Linked DNA regions of Mus musculus: regions 2 and 3 are each linked to region 1. The links are chromatin contacts, called in public Hi-C and HiChIP or PLAC-seq maps. All regions are on one chromosome and are shown on one strand. Each heading gives the region's core, a stretch centred on a gene start, on an enhancer-like site or on the middle of the called end of the contact. The rest is flanking DNA. Distances are from core to core; before and after follow the strand shown. Region 1 holds the start of Dact1 (dishevelled-binding antagonist of beta-catenin 1). Region 2 has its middle 26 kb from the start of Gm40440. Region 3 overlaps Daam1 (dishevelled associated activator of morphogenesis 1).

What was found. Hi-C and Micro-C count contacts between places; a contact is called where the count stands out from the background. HiChIP or PLAC-seq counts read pairs in DNA pulled down with a chosen protein or histone mark.
Region 2: an H3K27ac HiChIP or PLAC-seq map of SST interneurons shows a contact between it and region 1, with 6 times the contacts expected there. The contact joins the enhancer-like site here to the promoter of Dact1 in region 1. A contact is called at or near these places in 2 of 39 promoter capture datasets (3T3-L1-derived adipocytes and trophoblast stem cells) and 2 of 115 datasets of contacts at active chromatin or transcription factors (SST interneurons and embryonic stem cells).
Region 3: a contact with region 1 is called in a Hi-C map of muscle stem cells, with 4 times the contacts expected there. The contact joins the enhancer-like site here to the promoter of Dact1 in region 1. A contact is called at or near these places in 2 of 39 promoter capture datasets (the 3T3-L1 cell line and hippocampal neurons), 1 of 484 Hi-C or Micro-C datasets (muscle stem cells) and 2 of 115 datasets of contacts at active chromatin or transcription factors (embryonic forebrain and neural tube).

The regions. Positions count from the first base shown.
Region 1 is chr12:71,308,163-71,311,429 of GRCm38.p6, forward strand. It overlaps Dact1 (dishevelled-binding antagonist of beta-catenin 1), which reads left to right and starts at 1,722. Exons shown (of 4, transcript NM_021532.4): 1 at 1,722-2,145. The coding sequence starts at 1,822. It also overlaps a transcript of 2700049A03Rik not described here.
Region 2 is chr12:72,012,963-72,016,229 of GRCm38.p6, forward strand. No RefSeq gene overlaps it. Among named protein-coding and RNA genes, the nearest start is that of Gm40440, 26 kb to the right of the region's middle. Within about 2 kb of position 1,724, at least 62 of the 459 cell types and tissues checked have an H3K27ac peak or open chromatin away from gene starts, as enhancers often do. A contact at or near this core is called in SST interneurons, where this site is marked.
Region 3 is chr12:71,952,697-71,955,963 of GRCm38.p6, forward strand. The region is part of intron 15 of Daam1 (dishevelled associated activator of morphogenesis 1); the gene reads left to right. Among named protein-coding and RNA genes, the nearest start is that of Gm40440, 86 kb to the right of the region's middle. Within about 2 kb of position 1,710, at least 40 of the 459 cell types and tissues checked have an H3K27ac peak or open chromatin away from gene starts, as enhancers often do. A contact at or near this core is called in muscle stem cells, where this site is marked.

The DNA.
Region 1 (3,267 bases), core at 472-2,971:
TATTTGTTGTAGAGATTAAGTGGGAACTATTGCGTTTAAAAGTATGCTAATAGAAGAACAATTTCTAACTATCCTGCATCCTCCGGAGTGTCCTCTGGTAATTATTAGTGGCATGCTTCTAGGCCTTGCACCTAGCGAGAGCACCGGTACTATGAGGGTATTAAAACAGTTCCTGCCTTCAGGGAGCTTTTATGACGTAGCTGGAGAGAAGATACACAAGGAACACCTAAGCACACAGATTGTGTGTGCCCAGAAAGAGAACCAGACAATAGTGTGTGAGAAAGACCAGGCACTCATGCAGTTAACCAGTGGGGGCAGGGGGGCGGGTATGGGGCATAGGGCATGAACAAATTGATCTTGGAAGATTAGACCACATAGAGAGTAAAAAGAGAGAGAATTCCTTGCTGAAGTGAGCAGCTGGGCAAAGGTGTAAAATTCTGAAGTCATGACCTGAAATGTGTTCCTTCATAGAACACTTTGTCTTAATGATCTCAAATTGTGACTCCCTAAATTTAATTTCTGAGGTTCTAGGATTCAAGGCATGAGGTGCAGCTCCCATAAGCCAGCTAATGGCGTTTCCAGATAGATCCCCGAGCCAATGAAATACCCACTGAGTGGCATCCCAAGGACACAAGGTCAAATCCTGAATGGTATTTTAGGGGAATTCTAAAATAAGTTCCCCTGGGGTCGGGGAAGAAACCCCATGAGCACAATATCGTTCTCTCTCTCTCTGTCCTCGACCCTGAGATCTGCCTGCCTCTGCCTACTAAGTGCTGGGACTAAAAGCATGTGCCACCTCTGCCTCCCGGAGAGAGATAACTATTTAAAGATTTATGTGCTGGACCACCGCATATGTATTATACGTCGTTTGCCACTGTAATTCTTAGAATAGACTGGTCTGTTAGCTCCATTTTACTATTGGGTAAACGGAGGCACAAGGAGGGCACTTAACTTGCTATTCGTGGAATCAGATTCAGACAGTCTGGATTCGGAGTCAGGGCTCTAGTGAACAGAAGCTAAGGAACGGTAAAAAACAAAACAAAACAAAACAATAGGTGCTCACACGCCACCCCTCATAAAGTCTGGGCTTTTATAGGAATTGATGCGAACGCTGGCCTCACAACAGCATCCTTCTGTAAGACTTGAAAGGCCTTCTTCAGCAAAGCTCCGATTAAAAGCTGAAACAAACAAAAAGAGTTTTAGAACAACGTCCTTGCTTGTTTTTTTTTTTTCCTTCCAGTTACAAAATAGAGTTTAAAACAAAGGCGACCTCCAAACCCAAGTCTACAGAAGTGGTGTTCTGAGTACCGAGTGGACATTAGCTTGGGATGAAGAAACCCAGAGCCAAGGGAGAGGACTTGGAGCGTGGACACGTGAGGAAGGGGTTAAGTTTCAGAAAGTTGTCCCGGGAGCCCAAAGCCACGGCGCCCGCGGACCGGCCCTCGGGGCTGGCTGTAACAAGATGCTCGGCCCTCACCCGCCACCGCTGCCGGAGATGGAGCCGAGCCAATCGGCGCCGAGGGGACCGCGGTGCCGCAGGACCGAAAAAGGGGGCGCGGAGCCGGGGCGGGGCCGGGGCGGGGCGCAGGCGGCCCCGGCGCCTGACAGGAGCTGATCGCCGCGAGCCGGCGGAGGCGGCGGCGGGCGGGCGGGCGAGCAGGCGGGGTGTCGGGGCCGGGAGTGACGTAGCGTGGCCGGGGCGTTATCAGCTGCGGGGCGGCAGACGGGAGCAGCGCGGGATGCGAGTGCGGGCGGCATGAGCTCGCGGCCGGGGCCCTAGCGTGTGCTGCTGCTCCCGGGCTGGCGGGGCCTCGGGGGGTCATGAAGCCGGACGCAGCGCGCGAGCCGGAGCCGCTGAGCCCCGGCCGGGGCGCGGAGGCCGAGGGGCGCTGGCGCGAGAGGGGCGAGGCGGACACGGAGCGGCAGCGTACCCGCGAGCGCCAGGAGGCCACGCTGGCGGGGCTGGCGGAGCTGGGGTACCTGCGGCAACGCCAAGAGCTGCTGGTGCGCGGTGCGCTGCGCTGCTCCGGGACCGTGGGGACCGTCGCGCCGCGCTCCGGGGAGCTGCGGGGAGACGCGGCGCAGCGCAGCCGCCTGGAGGAGAAGTTCCTGGAAGAGAACATCTTGCTGCTGCGAAGGCAGTTGGTAGGTGGTGGCCGGTGGCCTGTCTGGAGGGTGGGCTGATGGCCTCTGGCTGTGGGATCCCTGGCCGCGACGTGACCCCCACCTCGATTTTCCCTGAGCCCGTGGTGTCTCGGATGCCCGCTGCCCATGACTTCCACGCGTTGCTGGCGGATGCCTGCTTTGTGTCACCTGAGGAGCTGGCGGATTGCGGGGAGGGGTGGCTGCTCATCTATCCTGCATTTGGAATTCTTGGAGTCCCTTGGTTCCAGCCTTAAAGTTAGGCTACTGCATGCCCCCTTCCTCCGAGGTTTGCAACCCCCACTTAAAATGCCATTTCACCTTATGGTCTCCCTGGTTATCCCTCCCCGGGAAGGAGGGGGGGGGGTGCGCACAAAAGCGAGGAAGAGGCTTGTTGCTTGCCTAACTGTCCAACATTGAGTTTTACGGTTACGGCGAAGCTCCTGCTGGGAGCCGTGCCCTACCCGGTGCTTTCTCTCCTGCAAGTCTCTTTTGCCTGGGCTGGTGCTTAGTTTTAAATAGAAGTCCTTTGTATAAGGCAGCTAAAACTAGATGCAAATACTGGCAATTTGGCCGGAGACCCTGCCCCCTCCTCTTTTATCCGGTCCGCCAGCTGTGCTTGGTGGTGGAGGTGGGAGAAGAGAGAACCTGCTCGCTGGGAGTATTTATCTTATTGGATTTCTGTCACTGTCTCAGTCGTTCTGTGCAGTCTTCATTAGCAAGGAAGAAAAAGAACTTTGGACCTTCATGTGTTGAGAACAGCTTTTGATGCTGCCTCAAAATAATGGCGGCAGCTTTGTTTCAGTGACCTCAAAATGTAGTTTTGGAAACAGCAAAAAGATTATTATCCCAGCGTGTTGTATTAGACTACTTAAGCTATATAATGGCCCCCTGAAAGTGATGTTGTGGGTTGTCACGTGTTTTCTTGTATTACGGTTTTCTAGATTTTTTGTGTAGTTACAGAGCATCAAAGTGCTTTTATTTAATTCATTTTTTTCTGATGAAATTCAATTTTTGGCACACAAGCATATGGCTTACGTCTCTAAGCTTTCAGAAGTCATAGGTCGTGAGCAAGGACCACGTATCTATTTTGTAAGGATGTGTGCTGTGGTTTGTGCAATAGCT
Region 2 (3,267 bases), core at 474-2,973, 700 kb after region 1:
GTGTATATGTGAATGTGTGCATGTGTATTATGTGTGTACATGTGTGTATGTGTATATGTGTGTGTGTATGTGTGTGTGCTGTGAATACACTCACTCATGTAGGTGCATGTGAGACCAAAATTCGATAATGTCAGATGTGTTCCACAATCACTTCTACGCCTTAATTTTTTGAACCTGGAGATCTCCATTTCCGCTAGACACACACCCTCAGGATCCACCCATCTGTTTTAACCCCAGGTATGGGATTAAAGACACACACACACCTGCTTGCTTTTGGTTTTGTTTGTACTAGGTGTTTGAACTCAAGTCATCATGAATTACATAGCAAATACTTTACGCACTGAATCGTCTCCTGGGCTCCAGCCCCTGATCTTATTGAGTAAAGGAGATGGGTCATCGTGATAGACATTCTCACTTAAGTTCCTGATTACAGGAAGGGCCCAGTTCCTGTCCACTTAGCTACTAATTAGGGTAACTAAGAAACAGTCTCACTTTCCCTGTGACACATTAGACTCCAGTAGTCCACAGCTGGACCTAAGAGTTCTGGCATCTAGAACATTCCTTTCATCGTTTTGTTTGGTTTTGTTTAAGTGTCTTTCACTGCAGCTCAGGTTCACTATAGCTCCCGGAACCCTGCCAATCCTCCTTCCTCAGCCTCCCCAGTACAGGATAACAGACGAGCCATCACGGCCACCAGATTCTCATTTGGCTTTTGGGTGCTTCCAAGAATGTATCTGTGCTTACGTGATGGCATGAGCATCGCAACATAGGCAAAGGATGGGGTGGTGTCTGGGCTGTTTGAAGTCAGCGGTTCTCTGTCTGCGGACTTTGAGAAGCCCTGGGAGATCAGGTGAGGCCTGTTTACGTGGTCTCTTACTGCGTCATTTCCTAAGCAAACTCCTCATCAGCCTGGCGCTCTTGCCAAATCTCAATTTGAAAGAGGACAATACTCCAAAAATTTTATGTAATATTTCCTAGAGTAATAAGCACAGGATATCCTGCATCCGAAATGAGTCCAACAAATCTTGTGTTCTTCCACAGGTGGCCCAGTGACAATTTTGTGGCCCTGTGCCCTTAGGTACAGAGAAACTTGCCGACTGAAATTTCCAGCCAAGCAAGGGTTTACTCCCTGCTTTTCAGCTCCACGGAGCCTGTGAACCACAAAACTGAGTTTTCCTGCCAGGCTGCTCTCTCCTTGGCCCATGTAGCCGGTTGTAGCTCGTGTGCTTACATCTTCTCTTCCCACTCTGTGTAACACAGCTTCTACATTTGGAAGTCACTCCTCTCTACTAAAAACTCTAGCTGGCAACCAACCATGTCAGGAATAAAAAAAATAGATTCGTGGTGGCTGAAAAATGCCTTTGGCTCATTGATTTTAGATCGGCTAAGATCAGAGACTTCTGGATGCTTGGCTCTGAGTTTCTGAATGCTGCATTTGCTTCTGGTACGAAAGACTACACTTTCCACTCAAAAGGAAGGAACTACGCTCTGGCAAGAGAGGGACAGGAATCCCCCCTCTCAACATAACTCTTTTTACACCAGGATGGTTTGTAAGTCAAAACAGAAACAGTTTCTTCCCCGTTTCCCTTTCTTAATAAAGTGCTTGTGATGTGCTACGTGAGTGAAGCTGTGACCCGCCCCTGCCACACACACACCCCCCCCCAGACTCTCGTCATCCTTTGTTTTAAAATTCTCTGTGCTGAGCTGCTTCCGGAAGCACGCAGTTTCATAATTCCCACTACACATCCTTGGCTGAAACCGATTTGCACCTTAGTCATCACAGCCACGTACCAGAGTCATGGCAACCACCCCAGACAGGATACAATCAAAATTATACAGAAATAGGCATTTTGTGACACTGTATGGACATCAGCAGCAGCAAGGAAGCTTTTATCGAAGAGGCCTGAGTGAGTCTTCGGCTCGAGCATCAGGACTCTCTTTCTATAGTGTCACCTCAGGTGCAGTCAAAGACAAGTGACAGCTGTGTCCCTGCCATAATCGCTGCAGCAACACCTTTGGCATCAGGGGACAGAGATACGCCCAGGGAAATGTGTCTGTTTACGACGTTGCAAAGCTTTAATGAATTTGTGAAAAAGAATTCATTAAAATATAGTCCTATAAATTCCTGTGATTGGCACTTAAGAGAAAATTCTCCTTAAAAATAATATTAGCCGCCGCTTATGAAGAGCAGGCACTGTCATAAACACTTCTCAGATATAAATCGATTTAAAACTCAAAGAGATGTTTTTGCTTAAATGGTATACATGAGCAGATGGGGGCTTGAAAAAAGGAAGGTATTTAGTGATGGTCATAGAGAATATAACCAGAACCTGATGAAAAACTCTGTACCTTTAACAAATACTTAGTAGGAAAGCAAAACAAAGCCACAGCACACGGGAATGTTCTCAAGGAACAGGCCAGCCATGGACCAGCCACAGACTCTGGGTCAGAGGGGACCACAATGGTACTAAAGAGTTCACTTTTGTTTTAGTTTTTCTGGTGTCCATCTCTGATTCCCCTGTTGGTTATCTTTGAGCGCTCACAGGGTGGTCAAAACGTCCTCCAGATCAAGGACAGTCATGGGATGTGGGCAAGGCCAGCAGAGCCACCAGATTCAGCCAGGATGACACTCTTGGGTGGCTTCTTTTCATTCTTACCACGCAGAACCCAAGAGCTTCCTGGTTCTGATTTTCTTTCTGAAACACGATTCAGCAGTTCTGAAAACCCAAAGTGAAACTGTATTCATTCACAGAAAGGACTTCAACCCATGGAGATTTCTAACCTGAGGCTTTCTGGACTAGGAAAGCAGACCTATGAGGCCTTCACTTCTCATTAAGCACAAAGGGAACCAAGGGCTTTTATATTTAAAAAAAAATTAATATCACTAATCCAGTTAAAGTCTTCATGGTACAAGCTGTGAAGGGGCAACTTAGTTCTTACAGCTTTTAATTCTTGTCTTCTTTGCAAAGCAAAGGAAAAAAATGACACCTAAAAAGTCCCTTTCATTGTGTGACAATTTGTGCTCAATCAAGAGAAAAAGTCTTGGAAATCATTGCCAGCCCAAGTCACCTCCCATTGACATTTTTTTCAAACCTGGTTCCAAAACACATCTGAACACCCCTTTTATGCATATCATCATTAATAAGTGAAACGAACAGTGGATGGCCCATTTATTTGCACATGTACATACTCAGTGTTAGCAATCCGTTATTATTTTGTACTCCATGTCTACCAGTGAAAGGCCTACTCAATATGAATTTATAACAT
Region 3 (3,267 bases), core at 460-2,959, 640 kb after region 1:
CAGTGCATGTGAACCACTGGAAGGCATGTGGACTCTTTGTGGAGAAGCTTCCTATGGTAGTGGATCTACATCTTCTTTATGTATAGGCAGCACTGTATGTTATATGTGCTTACTCAAAATGAATCTCTAGGCGAGTTAGGATCCCCTTGCAGTGTTTGTTTCTGAAACCATGCTGGGCTGTCGGAGTTAGAAATATCCAATGGTTAGGCTCAGAAGAAAAACGCTTTTTGGACTAGACAGACTCTTGAGAAGTTTGGGGTTTGGTAAGAACTATAATTTGGCAGCTAAGTAGAATCTACAGAGGAGTCTTACCCAGACATCATGAACATTATAGACTCACTAGTACGATTGTGCGAGCTGAGCAAGAGTGAAGCTGTTAATGATAACAGGAGAGCGAGAAAAGCTACTACTATCCTTCCATAATGGTGGCCAGAACATGGTGTGGGACCTATTGCCTGCACACAAGGACAGGCCCTGGTAGGTAGCCTCCTTGTATGCACTCTGGTCACATCTGTGTAGAATCTCTTGTTGCTCTAGAGGGCTTTCTCCAAAAGTCTAAAGTGTGGGTAGAAAAGGTTACAGCAGAGTAGCTAGGTATAGAGAATTCAGAGGAACAAAGAAAAGGAGAGAGGCAAGGTCAGAGCTCTGGAGAGGGGGAAATTGAGTCCAGGAGTGTGGAAAGGTTCTTAAGGCAGACCAAAGGGGAGGACCTGTGAACCAGCACACTGCCTTTAGATGGGCCAACAAGTGCCAGGCATCTGCACAGGGGTTTCCTGAGAGCTTCCCTGGCAGCCTGGCTCCTATGTGAATGAGCAGGGTGGAGCATCCTAAATAAGCAGCAGGCTTCCTTGTCTGCTCTCTTGGCTTAGCTCCTCAGAAAGGCTGCCTCAAAAACCAAATGCTAGGCACCAAGGAAGAGATGGGTGGACAGAGACTAGAGAAAAATGAAGCTGGGGGGTTCTTTTCAAGATGGTTTCTGATGTATTTGTGTGGGAAACAGGGTGCTATTCACCAGAGGATTTTACTGTGAGAGAGGGAGAGTGTCTATGCAGGGCCTTTTTGTGCTGGTTCAGTAGACTAGGAAAATAAAGTCCATTGCCTGCCATGATGCCATTAACCCTCACCAGCCCTCACCCAGCCCCTTCATAAGTACAAAGATGCCACGTGCACTGTTGTGCGCCAAGCTAGGGAAGGTGACAGAAAAGGAGATGAGGGCTTGTTCAGAGAATAGTGCACCTTATGTCTCAAAGAACAAACAAAGGTGTGCTCAGAGCCCGTGGCCTGCAGCTACTCAGCCCAGTTCATTTCTGATTGGCTTCTGTGTTCTCCTTCTTTCTCTGGTGCCCTAGGAAGGAGGTCCCTGGATCCAGGCATAACATTTTAGCAGGTTTCCATGTAATTCAAGTAATCTTATGATCTGGCTACAAGTCCCATTCCTTTCGCACTTCAGGTTGTCTGAGGTGAAGGTTTGGAAATGTAGAAAAGTGTATTCAATGGAGGGGAAGCGACAAGGGTTCCACATGGTGCAATTCAAGTCTAAGCATGTGGGTTGCATTTGTGATGAAGGCAGGTGGTTGAGAGGCCCAAGTTTACAAGCCTCATAATTAACCGGCTTTCAGCAGAAAGCACAGAAGGATGCTGCCAAAAATGCTCTGGGACAAATATGTGGACAATTTTCAAGAGTTCTGGGAGAGACAATTGCAGAAAGCTCTGCAACTGAGTAACTGTTTCCTAGCAACCAGCACTGTTTAAGTAATCAGTAACTCATCCCGGACAGGATAGACCAGAACATTTCCGTTCTTCTTAAGACTGGGTAGACTGGTGAGGACGGGCTATCACCATATTTCCAGCAGTACTTTCTGAAGACAAATGTCAACACACCCACACCTCTTGAGTATTTTAAATATTCCCCTTCTGGTATAAAAATAGAAGATAAACCATCAATTTATTTTCCAAATGAGGGTAACTTGAGCCACTTTGTTGCATTTACATTGTTGAGAGTCAGAAAATGAAAGGCTACAGGCATCTTAATTGAAATATGTAGGTCAGAGTAAATGAGGTTATTCTTTCACCCCAGAACTACAGCATCAAAGACCTGTGTGTGTTCATTCCAGACATGGCAACACAATATGCAAATATCACCACATTTAAACTGCTCTTATTTCTAGTACCAAATGAATACCAAGAATCCATCTTTTTCCATGTTAGCTCTTTCCTGCCTCCAAAGATATGAAACTTGTCTAACTCTGGACTTGAGCCATTTGTTTGTGTTAATGAATTTTTAAGGCATTCGGAGGAACACACATACATCATACGACAGGCATCTGATAGGACCATCTGAGCCTGATTTTGACATAACTCAGCATAATTTAAATAAGGAGTGACACTTTGGGAATGTATGCATTCGTGTATATATATAAACACACACCTCCATAAATATATACATTTGCCTATAGTTATAAGCTTACAAGCCATTCTGTCATTCAAATCAGGTATTTAGTTTGTCTCCCTTATATAAAAATTGTGTCAAAAGATCAGATGATTCAAATTCGTTCAACTTTTACATGAGCCCACAATATAATTATAGTATAAAGCAGAGATGAGACAACCATAAGTAATTGTCATATGAACCAAGACATTGGTTGCTATTGGTTATGTGTCTGGTACTCGGTATGATATAAACAATTCTTATTCTCATCAACCATAAAATTTAGTGCTCAAGGAGTTTCTGTGTTTGTTTCCTTATTTAATTCTCATCCCAACTCTAGGAAGGAGGTGATATTCTTATATTGCAGATACTGTAAACAGGGCTTAGTGTGTCCTCAGTATCCCAACAGGCGCCAGCCACACTGAGGACAGTCTCGCTTTACAGAGTTCTCGCTTTCTCTTTGTTCTTCAGTCTGTGGCTTTATTCATTACCACCACCAGACTGTGGGGAGTGGGATTTTCTTTTAAGTGCATGCATTAAAGGTGTAGAGAGCCAGTTGTGTAAGCCTATGCCTCTCATGAAATGCAACTATTCCCCTGGGCACATTCCAAAAGTTCATTTGAAAGTCAATTCCTTGAATCTCAAGACCTTTTCTTCATTGGAACTACATTACACATGATCTCCAGGTCTGCCCCAAGAGACTGGTTTTTAATACATAGCATCAGATGCTGTGTAATTGTTTTATGAAGATACAGTTAAATAGCCCTCACATCTGTAATGGGAAATTTCATCCTGACATGCTAACAGTTCATTTCTATCTATACAGATGGATAGAGGGA